Linked DNA regions of Zea mays: region 1 is linked to region 2. Evidence: chromatin contacts called from public Hi-C data. All regions are on one chromosome and are shown on one strand. Each heading gives the region's core, a stretch centred on a gene start, on an enhancer-like site or on the middle of the called end of the contact. The rest is flanking DNA. Distances are from core to core; before and after follow the strand shown.

Region 1 (4,158 bases), core at 1,404-3,903, 240 kb before region 2:
CAAACTTGTGTTCCAAGTTGGTCAGAGGGTGAGCACCGCCGAGCACCCTCACGCCGCGGTTCTCACCGCCGTTGGCCACGGGCGTGTATCACAAAAAGCCCTCCTATTGATCCTATTTTCCGCTTCTTGATATGTCAAAACTGATTTTGAAAACAGCATAAGTTCAGACTATCATTTGCTACTCCGATACGAAAGCAGCCTAACAATAGACTACACTACTGGTTTTCAGATTCGACCTATTGTGATCCCATTTTGCAATTCGAAGTTCAAAACCACGCAGCAAGCCACCTTGCACACCGTTCCTTTCAAGTAAGTCCATTCTTCTACTACACTACAAGAACCAGTAACGAGAATGTAGTCGTGAACTGAACATTAGAGCACGTGGATTTTATTGGGATAGGAGTGTTAAACCTTCATTGAGAGGCTGACATGGTCCTGGCGGAGGAGCTCGGCGAGGACGGCGAGGAGGTCGGTGCGGAGGAGCCGCGACACGTGCGAACGCATGAACTGCTCCAGGCGCGGGTGACCCCCCGCCGGGGGCAGAGCCGCGAGCCGCTTGAGCTGCGCCACCACCATGAGGCCCTCCTTGCCCATCTCCTTCTTCCGCCGCCATATCGACAGGCTCGGGCTTGACGCTGCAGACGAAGAGCACAGCCTCTGGTGGAGGTCAACATCTGGGGCGGCGGCGGCGGCCCTGGACAGGGTTTGGAGGAGGCGGCGGTGATGGTGGCGCGGGAGGAGACGGGAAAGCATTTGGCACTTGCAGTCTGGGACCGACCGGGATTTGGTGAAACTAGTGAAAATGTGAGAAATACATTAGTCCGGATTTTAAGATAAAAAACTGCATTAGTGCATCAGTCCAGACTTTCTCATGTTGCACTAGCATTTTCTATTGTGTAACATGATGGAGATTGGGATTCCCGTGCAGATTTGACAATTTGTACATACCATGATGTAGATTGTGAAGCAAATTGGATTACCTGCTCGGGGACGGTACAAGGCTACAAGCGTCTCGGCTGGGGCTTGTACCGCGGGATGAGAAATACAGGTACGGCCAGGCGTCGTGGCTGGGGCGACGGCCGGCGGGGATGAGGTCGGCTGGCAGGACGAAGCTGGACGGCGGCGCGAAGCAGAGATGTCGTGGATTAGAGCCGAGGTTGGCAGATCTGTTCGCTTCTGCAGCTGCAATCTGCAATCTACAGAGAGAGAAGCACTATACTGTATAAACATTACTACTCTATCCACCAACTAGTAACTGATGCGTGCCCTGCACGCGTAGAAAACCAAATATAACATTCCCTTAAGAGACATGAAAGGGGTTGTGAATCATAGAAATCTAACATCATCTTAAAAACATTAAATGACCAGTTGTAAATTATACAGTTCAAAGTAACAACACATTAAATGACCATTTCGATAAAAAAACATTAAATGACCAAAGGATAAAAGGGTTACCCCAAATGTTGAAGACCATTTCCAAGATTAGCTAGGTCTGTTGTATCTGACAATGATATAAGTGCTTGCTTCACTTATGCAGGTGTATAAATTTATACTTAGTCCATTGTTTTTTCAGAATTCATTACTAATCAGGAATATAAAATTTGACTATTGATCTATGAATTAGCTCATATACATGAAACTAATTGTAAATCATACAAATCCAACATCAGCTCAAAAAAACATGAAACCAATTGTGAATTATATAATTGAAATGAAAGTAACAGTGCATTTAATGACCAGAAGATAAAAAGGGTTACACAAATGTTGAAGACTCAATCCACAGATGTAATCTAATTTGAAGCAAGCATAGAGTAACCATGCAGATCCCAATCTGCGGGACTGCACCGATCGATCTAAACAACCAGTCCCTTCCTAAAGCCATAGTTAGATTCATCCAATAAAGCACAGATCCGACACTCGCTTTGCTAAACCAAAATCACAAAGCTTGAATTTCGAAAAGGTAATATGGTAAATCTTGCAGCTAGCTTAAGCCCAGCGAACACGGCATTAGCGGCTCAGCGGAAGTACCTGCTCGGCGAGATGTGGCAGTCCGCCTGGCGTGAACCTGCCGGGGCAGTGGCGGAGCCAGGATACTTCTAAGGGTAGGGCCGGAGATAACACTAATCACTATGAATTATGAAACTTTCTAGACACTATAATTTTCTCGGTGTCAAACAATAAACATAAACCATGGAATTGGAAACGCGAGGCTCACCATAGACTGCCGGGCTGCGACTGCGCTGCTTGCTGGCTGCTGGTCACGTGTGGCCCCTGGCCCCATGCGCCTGCTTGTTGCGCTGCTTGCTTGCCCGGCCGCCTGCGCTGCGCCTGCTTGCTGCACTGCTTGCTTGCCCGGCCCCCTGCGCCTGCTTGCCCGGCCGCCCGCATGTGGCCCCTGCGCCGGCAGAAGTGACGGCCGGCTGCCCCTGCTCGGTGCCTCAGCTCCTGGTCCGCGCGAGAAGCCCGCAGCCACCACACAGTAGAGAAGCAGGCGAGCAGGCTCCTGGTCCGCGCGAGCAGAGGAGCAGTCGACTAGGCGAGCAGCCCGTAGCCGCCACACAGCCGCCGCCCCCAAGGCCCCAAAGCCAAACCCTAAACCGGTATGCAGCAGCCGCCACCCGCCAGCCGCTCCGCTATGGCCCTATCAACACAGGGATGGGAGTTCCCCAATGGCCCTCGCGACAGTTAGAAGTGTCCAGAAGAATTTGGTGTAGGGTGAAGAATGTCATGTGTTTGCTCTCTGGTCATTGAGATAGAATCGAACGGCTAAAAATTATAAAATGACGTGGCTCTACGGAATCACAGCTTTGCTCCCCGCTCTTTATATATAGAATAGAATATAATAGAATAGCTCTTTATATATAGAATAGAATATATAGAATAGAATAGAATAGCATGTTGTCGCAATAGTATTCGTGTGTCAGTCAAAACTTTTTTAAATTTAACAAGATTTATAGAATATATTAGCAATATTTATATCTTCAAATAATTTTACTAAAAATAGATTTAAAAAATTATCTAATAATACTACATCTGTTCACAAATATATGACGTCGTTGACTTTTTTTTCAAAACTATGATCACTCATCTTATTCAAAATATTTATTTAAAAAAGTAAAATTTTAAGTCACACTTAAACAACCTTAAGTGATAAAACAAATCACAATAAAATAAACGATAACTAAAGTTTTTTGAATAAAACAAGTCTTCAAAGTTTTTTTTAAAAAGTTAATGTTGTCATATATTTATGAACGAATGGAGTGCTAATTATGTATTATAAATATTAATATTTTCGTACATAAATGTGGTCTAAATTAAAAGTATTTTACTCATCGAAAAGTGAGAACGACAAATAATTGTGGATGGAGGGAGTAGAAACCAATATGGACTAAATCCAAATGAACAGGTTGTAGGAAGGTAATAGACTAAAGTCCCGTTTGATTGGTCTCATTTAGTCCATAAATTTGTAAAACGGTAAGACTAAAACAGAGATTAAACTATCTTAGTCTTTAGTCCATCAAGGAGTGACTAAAAGAGACTAAACCATATTGATTCCACATTTGTCCCTCTTTTATTTCAATTGAACCGGAGAATGTTAAGGGGTATTTTGGTCCTCTTATGATTCATTTAATGTGTTCTGAATATTTTTAGTCCTTAGAATCAGACATGGTATGGACTAAACTTTAGTCCTCTAGCTAAACTTTAGTCCTCAGACTAAAGGAACTAAATAAACCTTAATAGTGGTATGTCGAATTATTGGGTCTAAAGAAAACAGATCAACAGCTATATAGAGGTATTTCATCTACTACGCGCTAGCTAAATAGGGCAATCAAGCGAGTGCAACAAATGGCGGAGTATTCTAGCGAGTGGCAACGACAAACAACCTAAAAAGTAATATATCCGGCAGGCAATACATCAATATCATATCAACTTTATACAGTATATTTTCTCTGTTTCTTTTTAGTTGTCGCTGGATAGTGCAAAATTGAACGCGACAAAACAGAGGGAGTACTTGTGAACTGAACATTAGAGCATGTGGATTTTATTGGGATAGGAGTGTTAAACCTTCATTGAGAGGCTGGCATGGTCCTGGCGGAGGAGCTCGGCGAGGAGGTCGGTACGGAGGAGCTGCGACACGTGCGAACGCATGAACTGCTC
Region 2 (3,598 bases), core at 732-3,231:
ATGTAGGCATTACCTCAATTAAAAAAGTAATGTGCTAGTATTAGTAGTACCTTCTAGGGTTGAGTCTTCCTTAACACCCTTGTATGCCCAGTGGCATGATGCAATGATGTTCTCAGACGCATATCTTTAAGCAATGTATGTGTCTCTGCTTTGTCATACAAATTAAAAACTATCAAAAAGTAATTATATAAAATTGTAATAGATATAGATACATAGATATTATCTTTAAGCAGTGTACATATGTAGATACTATCATGAATTCAAATATACTATGAAAGGATGAATGAATTCACATCCAATAAAATCAATATCAACAACATACGTAAAAAAACTATCAAAAAACATCTCAACACGATAAACATCATGCGTTGGACATTACATTCTCCACAGAGAGGAGAAAAACCCCAACTGAAAAAACGAGTCTGTTTATACACATCAGCATACGTCTCTTGTGATCTAACAGCCCTGCGGGTGCTCCAAAAACCTGACAAAAACTTAGATCCAACGAAGCACACAGGGTCTGTCAAAAATCTGGAGGAAAAAAGGCACTTCCGCATCGCCAAGGTCGCCTTTCCAAACTTCAACATGGTCCAAACGATGGTAGGAAACTAAAGATCATATACTGGTGTAACACCAGTGAAAAACAATACAGTGAAAGCAAACGTGCCATATTTTCGTTTGCCAAACTCTCCCTTCAGATCCTTCTTTTGGTGAGGATGATCTTAGGGTTTGGGAGATGAAGGTGGCTGTTGTCAACTGTTGTGTCCATTTCTTTAGACAAACTTGGATGAGGCTGTACCTGAGAGACAGAGTTCCAAATAACATCAGAAGTTTAAAAAGTTAAAACACATATCATACTAAAAAGGGCAATCTGTAGAAGAAATGATCCGGCCTTGGCACACTCACTCATGATGAGGTGTGTGTCAATCTGTAGAAGGGCAATGTGTAGAAGAAATTACGAGGTGTGGGTGTCACAACGAGAAGCTACCAGTGCATCTAACCTCGTAGATGCGGAGCAAACTGGCAATCAACATCGATATTGCAAGAACAACAAACTTCTGCCCAATACATGCTCGACTTCCAGAACCAAATGGAAGAAATGATTCGGCCTTGGTACACTCACTGAAAATATTTATCGTAGTTGATCCTTTAGGTGCTCCTAATATTTCTGCGGTAAGGAAACAAAGCAAGAGATTAATCACCAAGAATCTTGCAAAAAGGCAAGAGAATGGTAAAGGCCCGACGACGGGGACGCGTGCGCGTGCCTGCACGTCTCCTGCAACCGCACCGGCCGCGTCGACAACCTCGACCTCAAGAACGCCGGCCCGGCGGGGACGCTCCCACCGTCGCTCCCCTCGCTCGCGGCGTTGCGCGACCTCAGCCTCTAGGGGATCAGCCTCTCTAGCGCGCTCCCGTCCTTTCGGGGCATGGCGTCCCTCCAGCGCGCCTTCCTCAACGACAACGACTTCGACGCCATCCCGCCCGACTTCTTCGACGGCCTCGCCGACCTGCTCGAGATCTTGCTCGCCAACAACCCGCGCCTCAACGACCTGCCCGTGGGGGGAGAGCGTTGGGGATCGCAAGCGGGACTGGGTAGCGCCGGGCGGAGGCTGCACCGTGAGGATCCTTGGGAGGTGGTGTCGAGGGCGCGGCGGTGAAAATGGCGAAGGCGCGACAATCCTGGGAGGTGGAGGCGCGATGCGAAAATCCTGGCGTTCGCGGGCGGGCGGGCGGGCAGGGTAGGGAGGGGGGCAGTCTACACTCCTCTCTTAATAGTTAGTAGAGATATCGATTTTGGGGTAGGTTTAAGGCTTTTTTTTTTTGAGTTGCTCTTATGCTTGCTGAACGTCCAAACTGAAAAATACTTGTTCTCGTATTCTGATATCCTTCAAAAATTACTAGCAAGAAAAAATATTTCGGCCAATAAAAGGTTATATAGTGGCCCAATAGAATAGAAATAGTTAGGCCCAGCCCAGAAGGCCTTAAACCCTAGAATGAAAGAAACCTCCCTCCTCCACGTCTCCACCACGAGGCACGCAACAATTAGAACACATCTCGCCGCCGCCGAGGACGACGGCGATGATGTGGCGTTCGCGAGCTCGTGCGCTGCTCCTACTCCGCTCGACCATTACCCGGCCACCGCCACCACCTCCACAACCATATCCCACTCGAACCCTAACCCGAGTCCCACCTCCCCGCTTCCTGTCCTCCTCCCCGGATCCCATCCCCGATTCCTCCTCCGCCGCCGCCGCGGATCCCTTCCCTGAAGCCTTCTCCTCCCCGACCAAGGCTTCTCAAGATGCCGCTGAGGCCGGAGAGGACAACCTGAGCTCGATGTGGGAGGAAGCTGGCCACGCCGACGACATCTTTGCCTCCCCTGGCAGCGCCGACGCCGTAGCCGACGATGAGGAGGTCGCCCGCGTCTGCGCCGCCGTGGAGTCCACCCCCGAGGACGAGATCGCGTCCACCCTCGCTGACATGACCGTGGACTTCAACGAGCCACTCCTAGCCGCAGTCCTCCTTGCTGCTGAACAATGCTCCTGTAAGAAGCTGATTTCCCTGTTCAACTATGCCGCGAAGAATAACCCCGCTTCCAAGAGCCTCTCGAATCTTGAGGTTCTCGTGAGCAAGCTAGCTGATTCTGCTGAGATAGACAAGGCAGACGCTTACTTGCTTTGGGATTCGATTAAGGAAATAGGCTCTGTGTCAGGATCAGTGAGTACACCGTTGTTGAATGAAATGATTGCCATATTTTGGAAGGTTGAGAAGTCGAAAGCAGCGTTGGAGGTGTTCTCCAAGTTCGATGAGTTTGGTTGCACTCCGGACAGTGACAGCTATTATCTTGTGATTGAAGCAGCACGAAAGAAGTCCTTGTTCCGCTCTGCTTGTGAAGTCTGTGAGAAGATGATTGGCTCTGCCTGCTTCCCTAATGGTGAGAAGGTTGGCAGGATTTTGATTTACCTTTGTGAGGGGAAGAAGGTGAAGATGGCACACTCATTATATCTTGCAGTGAAGGAAAAAAAGATTCCAGTCCCAAAACTAGCCTTGGATTTCCTTGTTGGTGCTTTGGCAAGGAATGATGAGACCATTGGTACTGCTCTGGAGCTGCTGGAAGAGTACCAAGGGGAGTCGCTTAAGCATGCAGGCAAGTCCTTTGCCACAGTTGTACATGCTTTGTGTAGGCTAAACAAAATGGAGGATGCAAATAATTTGTTGATGAGGATGGTGCAGCTTGAAGAGTACAAAGGGGAATCTCTTAAGAATGCAGGCAAGACATTTGCCACAGTTATACATGGTTTGTGTAGGAAAAAGAAATTGGAGGATGCAAAAGCATTGTTGATGAGGATGGTAAATGTTGGGCCAGCTCCTGGTAATGCAGTGTTTAATTTTGTCATCACAGCATTGTCAAAACAGGGAGAAATGGAGGATGCAAAAGGTTTGATGAGAATGATGGAGAGCCAAGGGATCAGCCCTGATATCTATACTTACAGTGTGCTCATGAGTGGCTACGCGAAAGGAGGCATGATTGATGAAGCCCATGATCTACTTCGTGAAGCTAAGAAAATTCATCCGAAGCTAAACAGGGTTGCTTATCACA

The links. Hi-C and Micro-C count contacts between places; a contact is called where the count stands out from the background.
Region 1: a contact with region 2 is called in a Hi-C map of leaf, with 2.5 times the contacts expected there. The contact joins the promoter of LOC100217295 here to the promoter of LOC100276004 in region 2. A contact is called at or near these places in 5 of 25 Hi-C or Micro-C datasets (bundle sheath, ear, endosperm and 2 more).

Annotation. Positions count from the first base shown.
Region 1 is chr3:172,404,807-172,408,964 of Zm-B73-REFERENCE-NAM-5.0, reverse strand. It overlaps LOC100217295, which reads right to left and starts at 2,653. Exons shown (of 5, transcript NM_001359581.1): 1 at 2,216-2,653; 2 at 2,029-2,096; 3 at 981-1,196; 4 at 412-793. The coding sequence starts at 2,281.
Region 2 is chr3:172,168,459-172,172,056 of Zm-B73-REFERENCE-NAM-5.0, reverse strand. LOC100276004 reads left to right here and starts at 1,981. Exons shown (of 1, transcript NM_001149900.2): 1 at 1,981-3,598. The coding sequence starts at 2,080.